2 separate regions of the Anser cygnoides genome follow, and region 1 is linked to region 2. Evidence: chromatin contacts called from public Hi-C data. All regions are on one chromosome and are shown on one strand. Each heading gives the region's core, a stretch centred on a gene start, on an enhancer-like site or on the middle of the called end of the contact. The rest is flanking DNA. Distances are from core to core; before and after follow the strand shown. Region 1 overlaps FOXP1 (forkhead box P1). Region 2 holds the start of FOXP1 (forkhead box P1).

Region 1 (7,184 bases), core at 3,185-5,684, 150 kb before region 2:
CCCAAGCATTTTCATTGGCACCACATTTGCAAGTACAAACATAAATAAAGCAACAAATGAATCTAATCGTGTTTAATGGTGAATGACTTTCAGAGAGAGTTAATAAAAACAATCAAGTCACAGGGCTGCTGCTTATCAGTACCAGCCCGTGTGAGGCTCTTCAGTTCAACAAGAACAACTGGGTCTTTGGAAGGAAAAAAAGAAAGGGGGGAGAAAAAAATAAGAACATGGAGATGAGACATCTTTGTTCTCTAGCATAAACTTTCCTAATCTTGATGTCTATCAATCTATTTTTAGTTTGAATAATATATGAGTTCAGTCCTTTGTTTCAGAAATCTGACTATTGTCTGAATGGGTTCTCCTTACTTCAGGCATTTTAAGACCGGTTGTAACCATGTCTATTTTAGCTTCTGGATCCTTTCCTTTTTCATCCTTTTCTATAGAGACGCAGCCCTCCATAAGCTTTTGAAACTAGCTGCATCTTCCATGCCTAATTCAAAAAGTTGTTTACTGTCTTGGGATTTCTTCTGGTTAAGCATAACCAGAGCACACCAAGTTCGCCAAGGTGGTAAGAACAGCGAGTATTAAAGAGAGAAATAATTAAAGCGCATCTTTATAAAAAGTAGGAGGGAGAAAACAGCACGTGCAGTTTTTTTTTTACCCTGTATATTACTGCATCTTGTGTACTCTCTCTTATGCAAAAGAGTATGTAATCTTTTAAGAAACATGACAATCTGCCACTTTCTGTTCATGTAATTGGGATCAACATATGGTACAAGAGAAAAGAAAAACATTTGTTTATTAATTTAGATCAAGTTACTCACTCAAACCACTAACAGCATTCAGAATTAATTCCACATCAATTGACCAAATACCTTAATAGAGTAAAATTATAACAATTTCACTGAAATGTTAATGTTCTGCTGCAGGGGTGCAGAGTAATATATAGTAAAGCCAGAAAGAAATATGCGATAATTTGCCGACACAGATGACATCATATGAAACGGAAAGTCAGTGACATGTGGATGTGTAAGACAGTGCTACGTGAAACTCCATTTCATAAAATTCACACAGTGAGGTGGAGTTTTGGGGGTGTTTGTGAAACTCACCAAATGGTAAGTTATGCCATTTACATCAGTAGGTGAAGCTTTTTACTGAAGTAGCGAAATATCAACCTCTGGGAAAAATCAGAATCTTCGCAAAATTATTTCAAAAGAAAATGTACTCATCTGCCATTTATTTTGGAAGGAAAAATATTTTCACAATGAGAATGAGGCATTACTTCTTTACCGTTGAAACTGATTATTTTTAGCCAGAAAAAAAAAAAAAAGGTTACCTTGAAATGAAATATTGTTTTTGTCTGCTGCTCACTGGCTTTTTTTTTTTTTTTGAGATATATTTTTTTTCACAGTACTAGTAACAAAATAGCAGAAGATCAGGGGCCAAGCTGTGTCCATGTCTGCTGCATAGGAAGCTCTGTGTGCTTCACTGGTACATGTGTAAGGCACCGATTCTGCACTCTAAAGGACATAACACTACTCCATCATAGTAGGTCAGGTCTCACCTTCCTGAGAGTATGTAAAACAATACATCTTTTATGTAAAATCCATGACCTTTGACATATGATGTGCTCTTAGATTAGCAACAATAAAGGCTTTTATCCTGCTTTGCAGTAGGGGTTATCTTGGATTTGACACTTTAAACCCCTTTTCATATTTATCTATTTTATAAATTTTCTGGATATTTGGCAGGCAGATCTCTATTTGGCAGTATTTTGCAAGCAGACTTCGTTTCTACCCTGACTCTTCCTGATGGCAAAAGAACCAACCTTAAAATGTACTTTTTGAGGAAACTGCTGAAAATTACACGTCTGCATGAAAAGTGCACACAATAAATCTTTTGGTAGTGCTGTAAAAGACAGGTAACTTTTTCTAAACATGCTTGTTATATATGGAACAAACACACCCCAAGGAAACCTGGTGACACTTGCCCAACGTTAACTCAGGGGAGACAAATGTGGTCTACAAAGGTCAACAGGCAATGAGGGTTCAGAAGGACTTCAGCTCTTCCCACGAATCAGTCACTGACTGATAGCTGAGCTGCTTTCGTTTCTAGCTAAGTTGCTCTGTATGCTACCTGAATTTCAAAAAAATTTGGATAACGTACCACCGAAATTAAAATGAGCAGCAGAGCCAGCTGTTCCCACCTGTGAAGATTTCTCATTAGTAGTCTAAAAGTTGAGTATCTCAAAATGTAGAAATACAAATACAGACTTTCCTCCTGAAAATGTTTATATGGGTGAGTGAATTGATGTGTGCAACACACATTCCTTCCATCACGCTGTCTTTAAGATAAACACAAAGTACCATCAACACTGCAAGTGTGTGTGTGGAGCAAACAAAGAAAAAATCCCAACCTACCAAAGCAAGACACTTTGCTATACTCATATTTCCCCTCAAGATGATTAAAATAGAAAACCAAACCACATACAAAAATCCACTTTGCGAGCACTAGTGGTCATAGTGTCTCATGAGTTGAGGGAAGCTCTCCAAATGCCTGCGACACAGTCCCACCGGTTTAAGTGGGATTACACACAGGGAAAAGTCCATGCAAAACTACTTGCTCTGGTCAGATTTTACCAGATATTCCTGAAAACATCGGATTTGCTCGCCAAGCTCCTCAGTTTACCCATCTACAAGATGGGTAAATGTTTTTCTAATGCACTCTAAAATCCTTGAATACAGAAGTACTTCTTATAATAGCTGTTTTCAACGGGGTTTTGGAAAGACAACCCTTAGCAATCCTAAAAAGATCACGACCTGAGCCAGTGCCATGATGTTCTCAGCTGGCCTTAAGAGACAGACCCCCTACTGCTCTGGATCAGGTCCTGCTCATTTGGTACCACGGGACAAGACAAAAAGAGAAGAAGGCTTTGCCATTTTACCTGCTGCTGGGTCAGACCATTTAACACTTTTGATCCCACAACACTTATTCAATTTAGTTGTCTCCTCCATCAGGACACGGAGGTAATTTTGAGGCTGTGGGTTGGAGTCCCAACTCCAAGTGATTACTGCAAAGCCAAATTAACCAAAAATATGAAGAATGTACAGAGGTAGACAGTGCTGCAGAATAAAGTTCAAAATAAGAGAGCAACATTTTTATTAGTATCCAAATAGAATAGCCAGAGATTAACAAAGAACTTGAACCCACACAAACTGGCTGTAAGTAATTTTATACAGGAAAGAAGAACATCAGTTGAACCGCTTCCCTGCTTAGAACTATTCACTTTTTTTTTTTTTTTTTTTTGCCAGTGTCCCAGCCCTGAGAAGCCCACAAATCATTACTGGAAACCTAAACTAGAGAGGGAATCTCCCTGTCGTTACCTAGAAAGCACACTTTTTATTTAGAGGGAGAGAGGGAGAGAGAGAGAACACACACACAACAGTGCAACAAAAAAATATTTCTGAATTTTTATTTCCATTAATTTTTCTTAGATAAGATCAGCTGAAATATATTTAATGTCTGATTAAAATATTAACTAGCAGTTTTCCTGAAAGCTTTAAAATATCAAAACTTGATAATCAAAATAAGCACTTTTGTGCAAGAAATTCATCTAAATAAAGTGAACCATCTAATACAGCTATTTCTTTCCCTTCAAAATTCACTGAGTCACACACAGCCTGAAATATGCCTTGCTATTGTCACTATTATTATTTTGTTATCCTGTAAGGGAACAGATGCAGTCAATGATTTTGTTAACTATACATGTGTATGAGAAAAAAATGGTTTTCATTTGAAAATTTTTTTAATCCTGAAAATACAGGGTGTACACTGATCGTGAAGTGCGACAGCTGGTATGAGGCATGCTTGTGGGCACAATCCTGCGGACAGGTTTCCTACCAGTGCACTCGGTCGGGCTACCTGTACCCAACACACGCAGGTCACGTGTAGAATTGCTTTGAAGATGTTCAGAATAGCCTCTTCAGTTTTGTTGTGCCCCTCCTTTTTTTTTTTTTTTTATCCCTCCAGGAATCTAGCAACCTAAAAATATATATATTAAACTAAATATTTCAAATACGCTGAAGAAGATGTTTTTTTTCTGACCATTATCAAGGTGGCTACTTTTTATTGTGCAGCGCATATTAAATATCACAGGGCGCAGCACAGGAGATTTTCTTTACCAGGAGTCATTATCACCTCCTCAGAAAGTGAGATGCAGGTGAACAGTAACACTGCCAGAGCCCGAGCGCACTTCTTTCACCTCGCTTTGAAGAGGGGGAAATGGATTTGGTACAGGCCAAAACCCAGGGATATTAACGCTCACCACCTTGCTGCTTCTCGGTGGAAGGAGTGAGCAAATCATACCGCGTTTTCATTTTCAGTCATTAGCAGGCTGTTCAGAATCTCTGGCTGGTGCTTTTTATTTATTCTAAGCAGAAATAAAATTAAAATAAATAACGGCACGAGGACAAAGCTATGCACAGCACATTTTCTCTTTCAAAACAGTATTACCTTTCAAGTCCACTGTAACCTTGGAAAAGAATCGCTCGGTGCAAGCCAACGCTACAGAACTAATCACAATCCATCCCTGCCCTGCTTTTTAATAGCTCTTACAGGAAACATGGGTGCAGCTAACAGGCAAGTTCACAACAGCTCGCTTCCAACGCAGAATTTGCACGACGACTGCGAGCCTCGCATCCTTCAGTGCCGGCTCGGCTCGGTTATCAGCCCGGCGCGGATCGCTGGGCACACGAGAGCCGGCCCTCGCTCACCCCTCCAGACGCCAGGACCGCAAGGCGCGCCCCGAAGCCCACCCAAGGGTGCGAGGCCATCTCCCCCAGCACGGCCGGCCCGCGCCTCCAGCACTGCCGCCCGCTCCCCCCCGGCTCCTTGAAACAACTCCGCGAGCCTGGGTGCCGGCCCCAACCGTTTTGTGGCTGCGTGCATCGCCCGCCTGCCCAACCTGACCTCGCCTCAGCGGAGGCACGGCAGGAGCGCCCCTGCCCCTTCCCCGGCACCGCCGAGTACCGCTGTGGGCGTAGGGCTTGCGGCGTCTCTGCCAAGGCAGGAAAAGAAAGAAAAAAAAAAGATTAAAAAAAAAAAAAAAAAAAAGCCCGTTACTTTTCGAGACTCCCACAGCAGTCACTTCGGGCTGCCTGGCGAAGCGACGCCCGTAGGAAACGCTGACGCTTCCCCCGCCGTGACCTGGGCGCCGCTCTCGGCTCCTCGCTTCAGCCTGCCCCCGGCCCGAGGCGAGGCGCACGCCGAGGGGCAGCGCTCCCAGCCCGGCACGGCAGGGCGCACCGCCGCCACCGGGGGCCGGGCCGAGGCCGAGCCGGGCCGGGCCCCGGGCCCCCCGCGGCCCCCTCAGCGCCCCTCAGGCCCGGGCGGGCGCGGCGCCAGGGCCCGGCTCTTACCTGGCGCCCGAGTGCGGCTGGTGGTCACGGCCATGTGGAGGTATCGCCGAGGTATCCCTTAACAGCCTTTAAATATTGAAGGCTAAAAACAATATTTGCTGTTTTACCTTTGAAGCTTTAACAAAAGCTTTGTTTTAGCATTTACCTCGGTGTGCAATAAGAGTTAATAATCAAATCCGTCCCAACCCCCACAAATGTTAAACAAAAAGATAAAAGAAATGCAAATAGCTATTGTCATGGAAAGTTAAAGTACCTGTCTGTATTTTTAAGTGAAAACTATTATCTCTATCAATCAAAATTTAAGAATACAATAGCACTAATCACACAAGGTGCTTTGACTGAGGTACTTTTCCTCATAAAAAGTTTTTTTTTTTTTTTTAACTGGTGCATAAAAGTAATACGCTTACAATTAGATATGGTATTTGTAATTTTGTTATTAAAAACCCTCGGCAGTCTTTATTGTTAATAAATGCCTCTGCGTCTGTGGGCTGATTTGTACCCAAGAAGACCAAAGTCCCTACACATTTTAATAAGGTTGATGAAATTTTATTCAGATTCTCACACTTCCCAACATGTGGTGGAACAGCACACTCTTCTGTTTGAGAGGAGTTACTCAAACGAAGGAAATAGTTAATTGGTAACCAAAACTACTACTTCTGGCCTCGGTGCACATTTTCCACATTTCTCCCAACACTGTCTGTACTACAATCGTCTGCTTTGAAGACGTGCCCTTTGTCATCTTTTCTTTAATTTTTTATACCAATTCCCTCTCATTGGACCCCGGCGTTCTCCTAAGGCAGCGAACGCTGCATATACAGTATACATTGTGCAGGCACACCGCATGGATTTTCTGGAAAGTCATTTTTAAAACTAATTTGTTCAGACTGAATCAGAAACCGAGCTGCGCTGTTAATAAGTGCGAGAGCGAGCGAGAGTAATTACATCTATATTAAAAGAAAGAGCTCGAGATTAAAATACCTATAGTAAATAGTTAAGCTAGGATGCCATTATGCAAACTCTGCTCTCATGGAGGGATGTCTCCCACACTGAGGAGCAATAGGACTGTCATTTTTTCCCCCTGCAATATCAGGTTTCCTACTCCACAGTTCTGGTACTCTGCATCATGGCTAACATCTCTAGTGTGCTATTAATATCAATGAAGAGACGATTCAATTTCCACATAAGAAAAACCTTCCTATTACAGCGCAGACATTCTAGTGAGGACCCTTGCTAAGGAAACAATAAAGACCAGAGGGTTTTTTTTTTTTTTCCTTCTTCTTCTTTTTTGCTGCTGCTTTTGCAGTTCTGTGTTGCACACTGTTTGAAAGCTTTTAGCTAACAATGGAAGCATTATCTTCAGGATAGTTACAAAACAGGATTTGTTAGTACAAAGAATAATAACACCGAACTCACTCCCCCCGCCACCCCCCCGCAAATACCTGCCTATTGCAGCACGGCATTTAGTACTTTATTCGCAACTATATTCCAGAAACACCTGTATTCTTCGTCTAATTCCCTGCAACAAACTCCCTGAACGGACCAGGTTTGCTTCAGGAGCTTTGGACAATTCAAACAAACAAGCAAGCATTTTCTGCGTTTTTAAAATGGAACAGAAACAAAAGTATCTTATTCTACCGTAGTGCAAACTTACCCATTAATGAGGAAGAAAAGGCTTAGAGCTGTACGTACAGTAATTCCCAACCAACTGCAGAAAGTTGAGAGTTTGAAAACACTAAAGCACTTTTGACTCTCCAGCCTTTCTGTGCT
Region 2 (6,569 bases), core at 3,234-5,733:
GCTACCTGCCTCCGCTCCAGCCCTGCCTCGGCCGCGGGAAAAGGTTTCAGCTCGGTGCCTTGAAGTTGCAATTAAACTGCAGTAATTTAAGATTATCACGAGAGCAAAGGGCAGCAGCGGTTCTTCGGCAGACTCCTCTCGCCACTTAACGCTGCTCAGTCTTGGGGGTTAAATGAGCTTCTTTAGTATAAGTACCTTAAAGCAAGCGAATCGTAAACAAAATTTATTCTGTTTTCTGACAGCATATAATCTATTTAAATTTATTAAAGCTTCTCTGAGAAAATTTAAGATGACAGAAGTATCATTATGTCCTATAAATAACCGGACAGCCTTGCAGAAATAACTGTATTTTACATACAAATCCTACATATGTGTGTGCATGTGGTATTTCACTTGATACACAAATACATGCTCAAAAGACACTTCACAAAATGAATTACATTATCGGGTTCGATCTCTCTATAAATGACCACGAGCAGTAAGCATATGACATACTAAGCTGCGCTCCATAAATCCACCTTTTTACTACCCCCCTTTTTCCTAATTTTTACAATACCACGAAACAAGGATAATTCCAGAGCTAAACTGTTTACGCTACATCATACCGCGGATGATAATGCAAATGGAAGCTCCTAAAAGGAGGTGATCCCCTCCAACAGGAAAGCATATTGCAGCATATGCTGTGCAATAACGCCCAGTGCACGATTCTCTGCTCAACTTCCCTGCTCCTTCCCTCACCGGCACAGAAACTGGCTGCCTTACTATCACCGGTGGAACCGATTTAAGCAGAAAATGTTTATAGTTGTTAAAAAACATTACACATTACCCAAAACGGCTTAATAGCATACATGTGCATGTTTAACACACGTACTTTTTATTGTCTAATTAAAGTATGTGCCATAAAAAAACTACAGGCTTTATGCTAAGTTATGCAGGATGGTTATGAAACCTTACCTTATAAAAAGTATAAAGTACTTATTGTGTGATCTGCACTGTTAATTAAAGAAATACTTATGTGAAAAGGTTTTGCATTTCTTAATTCTTCAGTAGATGTGCACTTGGTCTGCCTCCTGATTAACACACATTCAGGTAACAGCCTTTTCCTCAGATTTTTTTTAATAGATGTTTCCATTGTTTTTGAATGCTTTAAAGAAATTAAATAGGTGGCTTATTTGTAGAGTTTACAGTGAGGTGTACGAATGCAAACATCAAAGTGTAAAGCAACAAAAATATCACTAACTTGCACTGGTTAAGGTTGATTAATACTTAAACCCAAAATATTTATTGAAGTAAAGATCAATTATCACTTAATACCCCTCGCTACAATTTTCTCTCAAGACTACACAGTAATTGAGTCTCCCCAACACAGCCACGAAGCCAAGTTACACACAGTTTTGCAAAAACCTTGGCATATCAAGAATAAGGTGCCGCCCGGGTAATATGTTTTGAAAGAAAGACACCACAAGTTTTCTAAACTCTAGGAACGCAGACAGACAACGTACAATGCTTAATCACAGCCGAACTCCTCTATTATGCATCAGCACAGATCTTACACACAGAGGAAAAAAAAAATCCATGTTTCCTTACAATTCAGAGATCCAGAAATAAGAGCTGAATTCCACAGAACTTTTACGCTGCTTTCGACATTACACTACTGAAACGCCACCTTCTCCGCGGCTCTAGACAGCAAAAATAAAATCAAATCCTAAGTCACTCGGAAAGTATATACAATGCACTCCAAAGCACCACCACTCAAAAAAAAAAAGAAAGAAAAAAAAAAGAAACCCCAACCCAGCCCATGCACAAAACCTAACTTTGCAGGCAAAATCATAAGCACCAGAAAGCCTTGTTTGAAATAGCAGTTATTTTTCTCAAAGTTATCCTTTGGTTTCACAACAAAGATCAGCATTTGTAATGGTCCATTTCTGCATAAGTGAACATATAGCCTTGCTGCCTGATCGAATAGTCCAGAGCTTTCAGTGAGGCAGCTCCTGACAACAGCCCAGCAGCAGCTTTGTTTGATCTCTCCTGCCTTCCTTAATCTGGGTTGTCAAGGTTCACTTGTTGGAGGCTGTTTACTTTACTTTTTCCAAAAAAAAAAAAAAAAAGTGATTTTTTTTTTTCTGTCTCTCATACAATGACTAATCCAAAGACTAAGGGGGAAGAATGCTGCCAATGCAAGATGTTAAAGCTACAATACCTTTTTGCAATGAGATTTTAGCCGACACCTTTTGAATGGTAACTAGTGAAGAGCTTCCTCCCCCAGTGCCCTGGTCCATTCAATCTGGCTGCGAGATAGTGCAAATCAAATGTGCGGGGGGGAAAGATTCGGAGCAGAGAAATTGAAACCAGGAGCCCTGATTTCCCCTTCTTCCCCCAAATTTACTTGCAAGGATGCAGAGTAGCTCGTTGCCTACGCTCGCTGCGCTCTGAGAACTCGAATTCCTTCAGGATCTCACAAACTTAGAAAAAGTAGGAGCTTCTCAGCAGCGGCACAAACTGCAAAAATAACAACCCAGCGAGATGCCTGCCTTCCCTCCACCTAAATTAAAGCAAACCATGGATTACCAGCGCAAGAAGCAAGTTTCTTTGACGACACGCTTTAAAGTTTGCCTAATTAAGAGCCTGTCATTAGCGACAGCAACATTATGTTAAGGCAGGTAAAACACAACGTTAGGAGAAACTGCATGGAAAAGGAAACACGGCTTCGAGAATTGCTTTAATATTTATAACCGCTCCAGCCCCCTAGAAATCAGCAGGCTACATTGTGTAGACGGCACGCTACGAGCAGCATACAGACATTACTCACTCAAAGAGCAGTTACTAAAAATGAAACCTTAAACTTCGGAGCCCAGAAGTTGGGCTCCAGCTTCCCTAGAGGAGCGGCGGCCGGGCGCGGGCAGGCGGCGGGACCTCGGGCGGTGCGCTAGGGCTGCGCCCCGCAGCCTGGGGGGGGGGGGGGGGAGATGGAGGGGGGGAAGGAAAAAAGAAAAAAAAAAAAAGAAAAAAAAAGAAGAAGGAATCTCACTCGGTCGGGTTCACTCAAAGCAAAACCACGCAATTAAAATCATTACGGCGAAGCGGCAGGAGGAGGGCTCGCGAAAATCGATGCGCTCCGCAGCCAGCCCAGCGATGCTCTGCGCGCAGGGGCCGGGGAATTAAGGACCAGTTGCGCGGGGGGGGGGACACCCGCTGCGCCCCGCGCAGCCCAGCACCGCTTTGGGGTTTTGTTATTTTATTTATTTTTTTTTTTCCGGAGAAAAAAAGAAAAAAGAAGGGGGAGGAGGAGGAGGAGGAGGAGGAGGAGGAGGAGGAGGAGGAGGAGGGAGGCGCGGACACGCCGCTCGGACGCCGCCTGCAGCGCGCACCCTCCCGGTGCCCGGCGGAGGCGGGCTGCAGGTGCGGGAGGCGCTGCGCGGGGCTCCGCGGATGTGCCCCCCCCTTCCCCTGCCCCGGCCCCCCCCCCCCCGTCAGCTCCGCGGAGGCTCCGCACCGCGGGGGTTGCGCGGAGGGAAGGGGAAGGGGTTGGGGGGGGGGGTGGGAGAGGGATGCGCGCAGCGCTGCGCACCCGCGCAGCGCCGGGATGGGGAGGCGCGGGTGTTTGAGGGAAACGCTCCGGGGGGGGGGGTAAAAAAAAAAAAAAAAAAAAAGGAAGAAAACAGGGAAAAAGGGGAAAAAAAATGTGGAGGGGGATGGGCGCGGCGGGACGCGGAGGGGGGGGATGCGCAAAGATGCGCGGCCGCGCAAGGGGCAGCGCGGGGGGAGGCGCAACAGGTGCGCGGGGGAGCGGGGCGGCCCGGCCGGCCGCTGGGGGGGGGCGGGGGGGGGCGGGGGGGGGGGGGGGGGGGGGCGCGGCCCCGCCGCAACTTCTTGCCCCGAGTGCTGAAGTTGGGGCTCGCGCGCCCCTTGCGCGGGGGGAGCCGGCGGAAAGCGCTGAAAATAGGGGGGGGGGGGGGGGGGGTAAATAGGAAAGGGGGGGTGGATAAAGGGAAAGCGGGGGGGGGGGATAAAGGGGCCGGGGGGGGGCGCCGCATCCCTCCCCGCGGGGGGGGAAGTTTGCAAAGTGGGCGGGGGGGGGGCTGCGCGGCCGCGCATCGCTGCGCCCAGCGCCGGCAGCTGGGGGGGGGGGGGGGGGGGCAGGAAGATGGGGGGGGAGAGAAAAGGGGGGGGGGGAAGGGGTCGTGCCGGGCACGTGTGGGGAGAAGTGCGAGAGGGAAAGTGCCGGGGGGGGGGGGGGTTGGCACGGGGCGGGGGGGGGGGGCGGACTCACCCGCAGGACTCGGCCCTGCCGCTGCCCGCCTCGGCTCGGGGCCGCCTGGCTCCGTCCCGTCCCTCTCCCTCCCGTCCCTCTCCGGGGCACGCCGAGCCCGGGCGGCGCGGCGGCGTGCTCCGCCGCTCGGTAAATAACAATAGAGCCGCCCCTCGGCTCCGCTCCCAGCTCCCAGCTCCCCGGCTCCGCTCGGCGCCGGGCCCCGCACGCCGCCCCCGCCCCGCGCCCCCCCCCCCCCCCTCCCCGCCCCAGCGCAGCCCCGCGCGGCGCAGCCCGGCCGGCCCCGGAGGGGGGGGGGGGGGTACGGGAACGGGGCGGGGGGGGGAGCACGGAGTTATGGGGGGGGGGGGGGAGGCGGCGCGGGGCCGCCCCCGCGGAGGGAGATGTTGTTATTTTTTGCTGTTGTCAGTCTCTGACGTCACATCCACCTGCTGGGTAAACAAGGCTGGGTGCGAGGGGAAAAATAATCGGAATAATGGGGGGGGATGGTGGCGGGGGGGGGGGATGGTGGCGGGGAGGGGTGTGGGGGGGCCGCGGGGAGGGGGCGCGGGCTCGGCGCGGGTGCCCGCGGAGCGCGCTGCGCGGCTTCTGCGCGGGGTTTGCGCCGGTTCGGCGCCGTGCCCCCCCCCTCCCTCAAGGCGCCCCCCCCCCCCCCCCCCGCAACTTTTTTCCGCACCCCCCCCCCCGCATCCATGCGGCCCCGCACCTCCTGCCCCCCCTCCCCTCCTTACCACCCCCCCCCCCGGCCTTGCGCTGGGTGCGCAAGCACTGCGCGGGTGCGCAGCGGGGGCCGGGGGGTGCAGAAGGAGTTTTGGGGGGGGGGGGTCCCGGGGGGGGGCTGTGTGCGGGGAGCTGCCGGTGCCGCCCGGCCGGGAGCAGCCGTGCGGGGCGCTCCGCAAAGTTGAAAATCGCGGGCAGCGGCCGCGGGGGCTGCGCGGGGGGCGGCCGGGGGGGGGGGGGGGCACGGCTGGACCCCCCCCCAGCGGGACGGAACCTCTTCCCCCCGTTCTTCTTCTTTTCTTTCTTTTTTTTCTTTCTTTTTATTTTTTTTTTGTATTTTTTAATTTTTTTTTTTGCGAGTTCGGGCTTCCAGCGGGTCCCAAACAAAGCTCCCCGGCCCTGCGGGGGGGGGGGGGGGCTCGCTGGAAACACCGCCATCGCCCGGCCCCGCCGCACATGCACGGAGCCCCCCGGGCCCCCCCAGGACCCCCCCCCCCCCAAAGCGGGGCTCGGGCGGGCAGGGCCGGGGCCGCGGCGCCACCTCTCGGCAGCAGCGCCCCGCCGGCGCGGGGAGCCCAGCCGGGAGCGCTCCCACCTGGGCTGGCCGTGACGGCAAGGCGCTTCGGCCTAACTCCGGGTGTATTCCCGCATTAAGGGGGGAGAAGCACCGCAAAGAAATATCTGCGGGGACGGCGGCAGGGAGCAGCGGCTTTAAGCACGGCGAGCGGCGCGCTCCGGGCGCGCTTCTTCACCTGCTTCAGCAGCGGAAAGGAGAGGGACACCCCCGAGTCGCTCTTCTAAAGCACCCCTCTTCCCGCTCTCGGTGTTTGTTTTGTGTTCAGCCTGGAATAAACTGTGGTTACTGGAAATCCCTCTGCTTCCTGTTGTCACACCTTCGCCCATCCAGACCGGCACAGCAGCCCCGTAAAACACAGTTAATCCCCCCGAGGATACAAGGGGGGACGGCTCCCCCTCCACCACCGCTGCTGCTGGTACCAGAGCTGTTCGGGGCCCTAGTGCTGGGCAGGTGCCTGCAGAGAGCCGCCCGCTGTTCCCCCCGCCCCAAGCACAGCCATCCCCAGAGCAAACGCTCAGCAGATTTTGGCAAGGGTGTACGCGGGCTACGACTACAGCTTGTTTGCTAAAAAAATGATGAAGGTGATGACGCCTCCGTAATTATAGGTGTTACTTGTTTTAAAGTGGGAATGTTTTCCAAGCTACTGTCACGCCACACCTCCGGTGGCCCCGGAGCCAGGCCTCCCGGTCCTTCCCCTTTTAGTCACTGGTTTACGAGGTTTGCAGAACGCCTCGCCGGGCTGCACGGCTGGTTTTGGGGCCGCTCGGCGCTCCAGCAGGGCCCGTGTAGGCACTGGGACCTTGTCCTGCTTTCTGCATCAGGCATGGGAAGTCGGGATCTGGACCAGAACCCCCTCATTTCCCTGGCTGCGGTGGGAATCACATCCTGCTCTGCTCCAGGAGGACACCCCGCCAGCACCCTCCGGCCTCGCGCAGCTGCTCAGAGCCAAGCAGCAGAGGAGAATTGCTGTCCTGCCCCGTGGCAGTTAATCCTCTGCTCCTC

The links. Hi-C and Micro-C count contacts between places; a contact is called where the count stands out from the background.
Region 1: a contact with region 2 is called in a Hi-C map of liver, with 3 times the contacts expected there. The contact joins the enhancer-like site here to the promoter of FOXP1 in region 2. A contact is called at or near these places in 2 of 7 Hi-C or Micro-C datasets (both in liver).

What each region holds. Positions count from the first base shown.
Region 1 is chr10:6,806,306-6,813,489 of Taihu_goose_T2T_genome, reverse strand. All of the region lies in intron 2 of FOXP1 (forkhead box P1), which reads right to left. Among named protein-coding and RNA genes, the nearest start is that of FOXP1, 150 kb to the right of the region's middle. Within about 2 kb of position 4,434, at least 1 of the 3 cell types and tissues checked has open chromatin away from gene starts, as enhancers often do. A contact at or near this core is called in liver, where this site is marked.
Region 2 is chr10:6,658,607-6,665,175 of Taihu_goose_T2T_genome, reverse strand. It overlaps FOXP1 (forkhead box P1), which reads right to left and starts at 4,483. Exons shown (of 19, transcript XM_067003312.1): 1 at 4,271-4,483. It overlaps LOC136791622 (a long non-coding RNA gene), which reads left to right and starts at 3,021. Exons shown (of 2, transcript XR_010833985.1): 1 at 3,021-3,399; 2 at 5,646-5,859.